2 separate regions of the Mus musculus genome follow, and region 1 is linked to region 2. Evidence: chromatin contacts called from public Hi-C data. All regions are on one chromosome and are shown on one strand. The core of a region is the stretch at or near the end of the contact, and the rest is flanking DNA. Distances in the headings are between cores, read along the strand shown.

Region 1 (5,336 bases), core at 2,538-5,037, 500 kb before region 2:
TTTGATAATGATTACACAATGTCTTTTTTTTTTTTTTTACCTGCTTTTAGAGTATCATTAAAAGACTGGAGCAAAGCAAGATTTTGCTGAAAGGACCCTGATATAGCTGTCTCGAGTGAGGCTATGCCAGTGCCTAGCAAACACAGAAGTGGATGCTCACAGTCATCTTTAGGATGGAACACAGGGCCCCAATGGAGGAGCTAGAGAAAGTACCCAAGGGGCTGAAGGGGTCTGCAACCCTATAGGTGGAACAACAATATGAACTAACCAGTAACCCCTGGGCTCTTGTCTCTAGCTGCATATGTATCAGAAGATGGCTTAGTCGGCCATCATTGGGAAGAGAGGCCCCTTGGTCTTGCAAACTTTATATGCCCCAGTACAGGGGAATGCCAGAGCCAAGAAGTGGGAGTGGGTGGGTAGGGTAGCAGGGCAGAGGGAGGGTATAGGGAACTTTCAGGATAGCATTTGAAATGTAAATAAAGAAAATATCTAATAAAAAAAGGGAGAAAAAAAAGACTGGGACAAGAGAAAGAAAGGCAAGAGAGCATGTAGAGAACATGTAGAGAGCAAGTGAGGAGTATGTGAGGTGAATGTGGAGAGTGAATGAAGAATGAGAGAGAGAGAGAGGGCATGAGAAGAGTGAGTGAAGAGAGAATGTGAGGCGTGATGGAGTGTATGTGTGAGTGAAAGAAGAGTGCATGTGGTGTGTGTATGTGTGATGTGTGTGAAGTGTGTGGGAGAGAGTAAAAGAGGAACACACAGAGGTGTGTATGAGTATGAGAGTTCAAGAAAAGAAAAGAGCACAGGAGAAAAGCAGAGAGCACAAGAGAATGCAGAATGTGTGCAGCCCCAAGCTGCAAGTGAATGCGTGAGAGAAAAAGAGAGCAGAGAATGAGAGAGAAGAGAGAGAAACTTTAAGCCATGAAAAATCGCCTGTCAGCTTGTAACCAAAAATGTAGTCTGTGTATATTTATTATGCACCTTCCAGATATCCCTGCTTCCAGTTGAGAACTCTGATCTTGTGTCAAGGCTGGACCCGGACATGCTCCTGTAAGTAACCCCAACAAAACTCATTGGTTAACCAAGTTCAACTTTGGTGGTATCGCTACTTTTGTCTCACATGGGCTCTCTACCCAGAAGAAACAGGCATGTGTGCGGTGTCTGTCCCCAAAAAGTCTTGTCACATAACCGTGCTTTTGCTCACTCCAGTGTTGAAGGTTGTTCGATGCACACTTCATTTCTACTCCTTCCTCTCAACCATGTTCCCGCCAGAAAGCCAAAGCCTTCTGAAATAGTCGTGAGCTGCAGGTTACCTGCCCTTATCCTCAGACTCCCTCACTCTTTTATTTCTATCTGTGGTTCTCTCCTTTCTTCATCCCCTTCCCCATCAATACCTCAATATCTGAACTCCTTCCTGCACACACTTCCCACTCCCCACTTCCTTGAATCTACAGTGAAATGCAACTTTAAGTCTACTTCTATGCCCACTTTTGTTCTCCCTCCTGTACTTCTAAGCATGGCTGGAGTAAATGAACAGAAACCAATACACTTCAATATGACATTACGAACCGCCCTTGGCTAGCTGTCCCTGGTGTTCTGCATGGCAAGTGTTCTCCTGATCTCTTGTTGATTCTAGTGTCATGGGGCTTCCACTGTGCTTATATTCTCCTCCCATATTGGACATGACTGTCTCACCCTTCTCTCCCTAAGGACAATTCATAGAGGAGTTAACTGGAACTCTCCTTACATCTCTCCCACTTGTGAATATTTCTCCATGTCTTTCTCTTTGCTGTCTCCTTCCATTCCTAGAGCTATTCTTCCTTTGGCCTAAAGTCCTTCTGGCCCCTGTGTGCTGTGGCCTGTCTTCCCTTGCTTCTTTATGTCTAGTACTTCCACAAGTCACTTGTCATCTGCTCTTTTGCTCAGTCCAGCTTCTCCCCAGAAAGGTCTCTTGAAAGTCAGTCTTGTATATCCCCTTGCCTCCTACTGCCTCGTACATTTCATAGCTTGCATATCTCAAAGTGAACTCACCACCACAGCATTCTCTGCTCTTTCAAAATCAGACTCTTGTGTGTCTTCTTTGAGTAAACACAGCCACGGCTCACTCTGGCTAGGTCTGAAGCTTTACTGTCCTTGGAATTGCAACTTCTCGCTTTGATACAGTCCTGCTTGTAATTCTTGCTTTGTTTCCAGAGCTATTGAATTTTATCCAAAAATTTTTGTCTGTGTCCAGATTATTGTAGTGTTTCTTGCATGTTTTCTTCTAGCAGTGGCTTGCTCCTGATTTCTGAGTACCTTAGGAGTAGAGGCTCCCGTCTTCTACTTATGATTATGTTCTGTCTACCTCACTTTCTGTGACTTAGCTGTATTGAATTATTGGTTTCATTAAGCAAGTTTCTCACTTTCTTGTTGACCTTCAGCAGATGATGAAATGATTTTTATCCATGTCTAGAATGTTCTTCATTCTCACCTTGACCTCGTATGAGTCTATTTCAATTACAACATCTGTTCTGAGTAGTTCCTAACAATCCACGTCTGGACAGATGCCTCTCTGTTGTCCATCCATGGAACAGGGCAATTTTCTCAGCTTCAGCCCATCAGAGTGCCTTGTCAGCATGATTGACTGTTTGTTGCATTAACTACAGATGATTGGAGGGCAGGCCTTGTGTTTACCTTTGAACTTTCAGTGTATGGCACACTGTGTAGCATTTATCAAGGGAGCCACAAATATTTGTTGAGCTAATGAATTAGTGACTATCTGGAAGTGCCATGCTGAGAAAAGGCAGCCATCTGTTTTGCTCAGCAACTGATAATCTCTGCCAGAACAGCTTCATTAAGGTTGAACAGGTTAGAAATGAGTGGAGAATAAAGAGGCAGAGGAAAGGTTAGATTTATCTGTTGAGAAAATTAAATATTTAACAATTTAATTCACAAAAGCAATAATACAGAACATAAGGAGTGTCCCTTAGAGAGACATGGTTCTCATAGAAACTTTAAGAGTTTGGTGGGGGTTGGGGTGAGTATTAAAGAAATACCGTATTTCTGGCTAAGTAGCAAAACTGTAAGATGTAATTATTTTTTAAATTATAGTTTTAATAAAAGTTAACATAAATACTCCACTGAATGTTTAATTAATAATTTTACTATAAAAATGTTTCACGCTTGTGAGGAAATAGGTAAAAAGGTCCTTCTATCTCTTTGCTATTTATGTATATATACATGAATTATACATGAATATATATTTATAAATATATGCATATATCCTTGCTTTACACATATGGACCCTTTTTTATACACTTTTCAGCAACTATTTTGTTTAACCTAGAAGGGCAATTCCTACCTCACTCTGTATCAATACATATGTAAGTACCTTAACCTTTTTTACTTTTTTTTTTTTTAATTTGGTCAATATAGGTTTCTCTTTGTAGCCCTGGATGTCCTAGAACTCACTTTACAGACCAGGCTAGCCTTGAACTCACAGATCTGCCTAATTCTGCCTCCTGAGTGCTGCAATTAGGTGTGTACCACCATATCCAGCCTGCACCCCCACAACTTGCTCGGCCTTAAACATTTAAAATGTAATATCTACCATACAGGAGCTAGGGACTGGGTCAGTTCGTAAGTACCTGCTAAAAATGGCAAAAAGATCTCAATTGGGATCCCCAGATTTAAGTAAAATCTTGGACATGAAGATGCACACCTGTGATTTTATTGCAGAGGAGGGGGAGAGAGAAGGATCCCCAGAGCTGCCTAGCTTTTCCAGCTCATGCACTGAATGTAGATGCCAACCTCCCTTGCGTCCCTTTCTATTCATAATCCCTAAGTCATTACTGTGATTTCTTTTGGCATCAATTACTGTTACTCATTTTTTAATTTTATGTAAATTTAATCATGCAGTGCTTTTCTGTGCTTGGTCTCTGGAACTCAACATTTATCTATGTCATTTACTAGTCTGGATTTCTTTTCCATTGCAATGCTACATTATTACATGAATGTAAAACAATTTGTGCTTTTTGCTTTTAGGAGATACATGAGTTGCATCTGAGTGAGAATATCATAAACATAGCTGCTGGGAGCATTCTTATGCATTCCTTTTTGAAAATATAGTCACATATTTCTGTTTGCTATTTACACAGAAGCAGAATTGCTGGGTAGCAAGAGAATTCACATATTTAATTTTAGTGGATATCGTCACAGAGGTTTTCATCAGAGTTATAGAAATTCATGCATCCGTGTCAGTATGTGTAATATATGTATTTAAAGATACATCATATTTTTATATAAGAGATAATAAAATTTATTTAATACTGGTTATTTTCCAGATTTTACTGGTTTTATTATAAGTAATTAGCAAACATTTTGAACCTTATATTTGTATCTTTATGTAAATATACCTATAATCACATTATTAAAACATAATAAAGGGGCTTGAGAGATGACTCAGCAGTTAAGAGCGCTGACTGGTCTTCCAAAGGACCCAGGCTCAAATCCCAGTGCCCACATGGCAGTTCACAATTGTCTGTAATTTCAGTTCCAGGGTATTTGACACCCTCACGCAGACATACATGGAGACAGAACACCAATGTAAATTAAAAAATAAAACGAAAATGAAATAGAATTCTAAAATTTACTTGAAAAATTATTTTCCCCAAAGAGACAATAGCATTTTTGAAAGATCAGTACAATGAAAGATGTCACAATTATTAAATTGTATTCCCTAGAGAGAAAGAACATATACATATAGGAATAGGACCTACTTTGTTTCAAACAGAACAACTGAAATTAAATGACTATTTAAAGCAGAGGGAACTCTGTATAGATAATGAATGGGTTGCCCTGTTGAGAGGAGTCTGAGAAATCACCAGATAGCTGCAGTGCCTTTGGGCTGTAGTCATAAAGAGAGAAGTGGAGTCCTAGACCCAAAGGCTCAGATGTCTAAAGAGGGAAGATCATGGTCAGCCTGTACGTGTGAGAGAGAGCCTGGAGCAGCACAGCGCTCGTCCAACACAGCAGAGGGGTAGCAAAGCTTTGCCTCCACTCCTTCTCTCCTGGTGCCTCCTGTTGCAAGTGCTGGAAAGCTATCAGACAGAAACAGCCTGGCCGGGACAGGAATAGAGAGCTACAGGGCGGGGGCGGGGCAGGGGTGTGCGAGTAGAGAGTAAGATAAAGATGACATCCCAACTAGAGGAGACAGAAGGGCTTCATAAACCCTTAGTGACCATTATTATTAAAACATGATGTTAAACTGACATTTACTTCACACTGCATTCCAGGAAAAACACACACACAATGGAGATATAATGAAATGCAAATTGAAGCATATCTGAAGAACAAAA
Region 2 (5,115 bases), core at 1,365-3,864:
GAAAAACTAGTTTTTCTATTTTATTTCAAAACTTGGCGATTGTATCAGACGTATTTTGACTAAAGGAATAACAAATATCACATGCAAAACTAGATGTCTTGAAATATATTAGTATTACAATTGTAGAGTTTAGAGTACCAGTTGCTATGGTCACATTCCACAATATATTTTAAGTAAAGAAAATGCATTTCCTAAATAATGATAGATAATAGATGATGGATGATTGATTGATAGATAGATAGATAGATAGATAGATAGATAGATAGATAGATAGATGATAGATACATAGATACATAGATAAGAAGATAGGAAAGACAGCAAGGAAGACAGGCAGATAAAATCATTTAGGTGACTATATGTGCATATATTATACATAAAAGGATAAAGAAAGTTGTTATGTATTTGGTGAAGTTAGACGATGCTGGGAAAGAAAGTACAGGACAAGAGAGAAGGTGAACACCAGTCCAAAAAAAAAATAAAGCAGAAGAGAAGACTATTCTAAAGTAGACAAATAAAAGAGGGAATATTACACATATGAATATATTTGTCTATGGATGTACAACCATTAAAATGCTTCAAGGATATAATTAGATCTGTCTACTGATATAAAGAGAATATTAAGAAGATATTCTTGTGTTTTATAAAAATAAATTCTTATTTGCATGGATGTGTGTATTTGAACATATTTATCAAGGCAAAGATAAAGACCTAGTGTGACAAAGAATGCCAGCAGCCAATATTCTGGCCCCTGGGACATGGGAATAGGTGTCTCGAGGTAAGCAGAGCAAGCAAGGTTGACCTCCAGTCTGTTAGCACTTATTTTTCCTTCGAAGCACTTCTCAGTATTAATTTGTTATAAGTACATATTACTATTGTAATTTCAACATCAATAAGAAACAGGAAATATAACATAATGAAGGAAGAGACTAAACTGCTATTACTCTCTAAGGTCAATGCCTTGTAAGTGAGCAGAAAATAAATGGAGTCAGAAAAAGAATTTGTGGTCAGAATTGTAGAAGGGGGTACATTGTAAACATACATTTAAATCTAAGGCAAATATCTTTTGTAATATCAGAAAGGATGGGTTTTAAATGACCCCCTTTAAAATTATTGTGGGAACTGATTTAAAGGAATATTTCATTAACCCATTCCATATTTTCTGAGTTAGAAATCTTAAAACTCAATCAGGAACCTACACTTTTATAAAGCCCTCTCTCTAAACATATAGTTTTTCTTCTGCAAAATAAAATAAAAGACTGAGCGACAAAGCTTTAGAACAGTGCTCCCAGGTGTTGACAAATCTCAAGAATCAACCACCTTAAAAATAAATAAAAAATAAAAAAATAAATAAACCAATATGATGCAGCAAGTTTATAAAATAGAGCCTTAGGCAGATTCAGCCAATTCTTCTTTTAAACAATTGACAGAGGCAAGAAGCAGGAGCATCCCTTCCCCCCCCCCAACATGATCATAATTTTACAACACTATTAATAGTGTTTATGCAACAGGAAAGGAAAAGTGAGAACGCAGGTTGTTTTGGTGAGATGTTTATGCTAATATTTTCTCACACTTAAATATTTTTCTCTTTCCAAACAAGCTACTTTATTATAATTAATATTTTCCTCCAAGCACATCTTTTTGGCATTTTTATTCATCAAAGATCATCAGATTACATAAGCCAGATATTTAGATCCTTGGCATAAACTCTTAAAGTGGAGAGAACCCTTCACAGTTTTTTCTTAGCAACCAAGTAGGAGACACTGACTCCCATAGAACCTATGTGAGCAGACTGAAATTTCAGAGAACTTAAATGTCTATGATTAGCAACCCTCATAGACCAGTGACATGTCTCCAACATGGTGATGGAGCACACATGTCTGCAGTCTGATTTTCATCTTCAGTAAGTGTGTCCTTAGAAGACACTTCACTGCTTCTCAGTGTTCTTGTCATTACAGGAGGAGAATGGACTGGACGATCTGTCCTGATGAATTTAACATTTTTCTGGGAGCTTTCAAATGACCAGGGGAGGTAGTTTTGCAGCAAAAAGAGTGTTTTGTGGAAACTTGCTTGGGTCTAATAATGTAGACTGATGTATCGTGGGTTCGCATTTGCAGGGTCTTTTGTGACATTTATCCCAACTGGAGGAATTCATGGTTTTACAAGCTAAAAATATAAGCAGGATAGAGAGAAAAGAAAGAGAGAAAGAAAGAAAGAAAGAAAGAAAGAAAGAAAGAAAGAAAGAAAGAAAGAAAGAAAGAAAGAAAGAAAGAGGGGGGAGGGAAGGAGAGAGAGAGAGAGAAAGAGAGAAAGGGAGAGAGAGGGGGAGGGAGAGAGGGAGGGAGAGAGAGAGAAAGGGAGGGAGGGAGAGAGAGAGAAATGGAGAGAGGCATGAAATAGATGAGAATGTGGAGCAAAAACAAACAAAAAAGGCTGTTTTGTAATGTGCAATGGGGTTTCTAAAAAGAGCCCCAAAGTCTTCATTAAAGTCTATAAAATTCATAAAATTCTCACTGCTAGTAGGAAAAAAAAAAAAACCCTGAGAAGGCTCAGCTCTGCACATGAATGACAAGGCAGCATTCTCAAATGTAGCAGCAGACAGAATGAGGGGCTTGACGAGGTTGACTGCCAAGAATTTGCTGCAATTACGGGAAGCATGCCGGCCTTGAGTTGGGAGCCTTAGACTAAGTTTGTAACAACTCTCAGGAGACGAGGGAGCTCATGATGACATCTCTCGTGTCTGAGCATGCTAAAGATCAAATACGAACATGGCATTGGGAACCCGAGAATTTACATGCGGATGAAGAAGGAATAATAGCTTCCCTGTCAAATGAAGGCTTCCACATCAGTAGAAAAATAGGAACGTGTGGAATAGAACATCACCATACCTTTAAGATGTGACCAGAACTGAGAACGTGAACACAAAGCAGCTGCAACCTAAAGCAACACGCTGAGAGTGTGATGCGTGTAAAGCAGACGGTCAGGACCATCAGCTGACAAAACTGGGTAATTTAGACAGACACCATTTGTGGAGCAATGACACAAAAACTACTTTATTACTGACCTTTAACATATTTACCTGTCTGTGGATACTGTGTATGTATGGACTTACTATAGGCATTCTATTGAACTCCCTAAAGGAATTTAAAGACAAACAGTAACATTTTTTTTTTCAAAAACTCACTAACTGAGGGAAAGCCTTGGAAATCAGCAAGTTTAAAAGAATGAACAGCAACAACGACAAAAATGTTTTCAATTGACCAAAACACAGATTCAGTAGCTGGAGCATCTTTGGTTCTATTTTAAGCATGACGTCAACACCCAGTAAGTCGCACACAGAAAACAATATCTAGAATGCTTTGGAGAGCAGAAAGAGTGCTTTGAATGCAGTAATCAGTAAAACCTGGACAGAATGGAACCGGTAGTCTGTTGGTTTCGAAGCATGAACTTCAACACGGAGGCAAAGAGGTGAGGGTGTGCTTTGGCCCGTGGGAGGAATATAGAGATGATTAAAGGAAAAATAAGAAAATATCAGAAGCCTGCTGTGCCGGATCTACCTGTGAGACAGGACAGATTGCCTCACACCTAAGTGTCTATTTTTAGATTATAGACTGAAAATTAATAATATCTACCCTACTTTCTTCACAGGTGCATTAGAGAAAGTAATATCATGTATCTAGAAGTAATGAAATCGCTTAAAATTTCACACAAATATAACTTCATTTTCTACTGTTATTTTGGGCTACTAACCTCCATTTTTTAAGATGGATAATCTTTTGATGTACCAAGGCAGATTTTGTTGCAGTTTATTTTAGATGGCATAAAACGAAGCTCTAAATGTGTCTGTAGACATTAACTTGCATTTCACAGAATTAGCTTGGCCCTTGGAGCTTGCTTTCCTCTGCATCCTGTTAGAGCCATTTTCACTGGCGCTTACACCTGCTGATTCCTGACCTCCATGCTGCCTTCAAGCTAAAGTGGGTAAAGAAAGCCAGAGAAGACTCACAAGATTTAGTGGACGAAATCCTTAAAAAGTGTTAGCGTTGATGTGGACACAGCCGTGTCAAGAACTAAAATGCTTCAAATGCATGTGAAAACTCAAAGCCTTCCGTGTAGGGGTCAGGCTCAGGATGTTCAAGTCTTCTGGTCTAAATGCCAGTGCTTTCTGAATGATTGAACAATGCACGCAAAAAGCAGAAACTGCAGCTTCCTCTTCCCTGATGGTTCCAACTTAAGACTGCTGTCTGGGTGTTTCTTGCAGAGACTAGCTAACCCATGCTCCTGTGCTGTAGATAACAAATGTGCAGATTCCTGGCTGATGCTGTAGTATTTGCTGCCACTCCATCAGAATGCACACCACCCACCTGCCCCCAGTCCTTCCTTTGGTCCACGTGTCTGCTCTTTTCTTGGTGTCACTCTCCTTTCTTCATTTCCTCATGGTTTGTCACTAGTCAGGTTTCTAGACCCCAGCTGCATAGGACCCAATACGAGTTGCTCATTTGTGCTTACTTGATACCACTTGGTGAAAACTTAGACACAAAACAAACAAGCTCATTCATGTCTGCTTCAAAACTCCTACTTTGAGTGTCTGAATTTAGTTTCAGCTTAGAAGTACCCAAAGGAATTGTGTTGTTGCTTGGTAGTGCCAGGGACCAAACACTGGACCTTGTACACACTAGAATACCACTGTGCCTAAAGTACACCTGCCATCCCAAGCCAACAGGTCTTAAGCATTTGCCTAAGTAAACATAGGGAGTGAAATGTATCAGATACTTGATTGAGTGCTGAGGACTATTGATCCCTCGTGTGAGACTAGAAGTGATTTTTGATATTTGTCAATATACATGTGACTTCATGGAGTGTCAAAATAATCTCAATAGGAATTACCTAATTTTTGATGTGCCTCATCTTCATTTGGTGGGGGGAGGTTGAGACAGGGTTTCTCTGTGTAGGGTATGCTTAATCTTAAGATTGACTGGAAGTATAAGTTTAAACTAAACAAAAAGGAGAAAAAGAAATCGTTATAAATGAAAAGCAAAGGCAGGAAAGCTAGAGCAAACAAAAACAAACAAGCAAACAAACAAACACCACCACTAAATGAAATGATGTCAGAAAACC

The links. Hi-C and Micro-C count contacts between places; a contact is called where the count stands out from the background.
Region 1: a Hi-C map of cortical neurons shows a contact between it and region 2, with 1.8 times the contacts expected there. The contact joins two enhancer-like sites. A contact is called at or near these places in 2 of 484 Hi-C or Micro-C datasets (cerebral cortex and cortical neurons).

The regions. Positions count from the first base shown.
Region 1 is chr2:78,716,117-78,721,452 of GRCm38.p6, reverse strand. No RefSeq gene overlaps it. Among named protein-coding and RNA genes, the nearest start is that of Gm39865, 32 kb to the left of the region's middle. Within about 2 kb of position 3,787, at least 14 of the 459 cell types and tissues checked have an H3K27ac peak or open chromatin away from gene starts, as enhancers often do. A contact at or near this core is called in cortical neurons, where this site is marked.
Region 2 is chr2:78,212,195-78,217,309 of GRCm38.p6, reverse strand. No RefSeq gene overlaps it. Among named protein-coding and RNA genes, the nearest start is that of Gm14461, 23 kb to the left of the region's middle. Within about 2 kb of position 2,614, at least 3 of the 459 cell types and tissues checked have an H3K27ac peak or open chromatin away from gene starts, as enhancers often do. A contact at or near this core is called in cortical neurons, where this site is marked.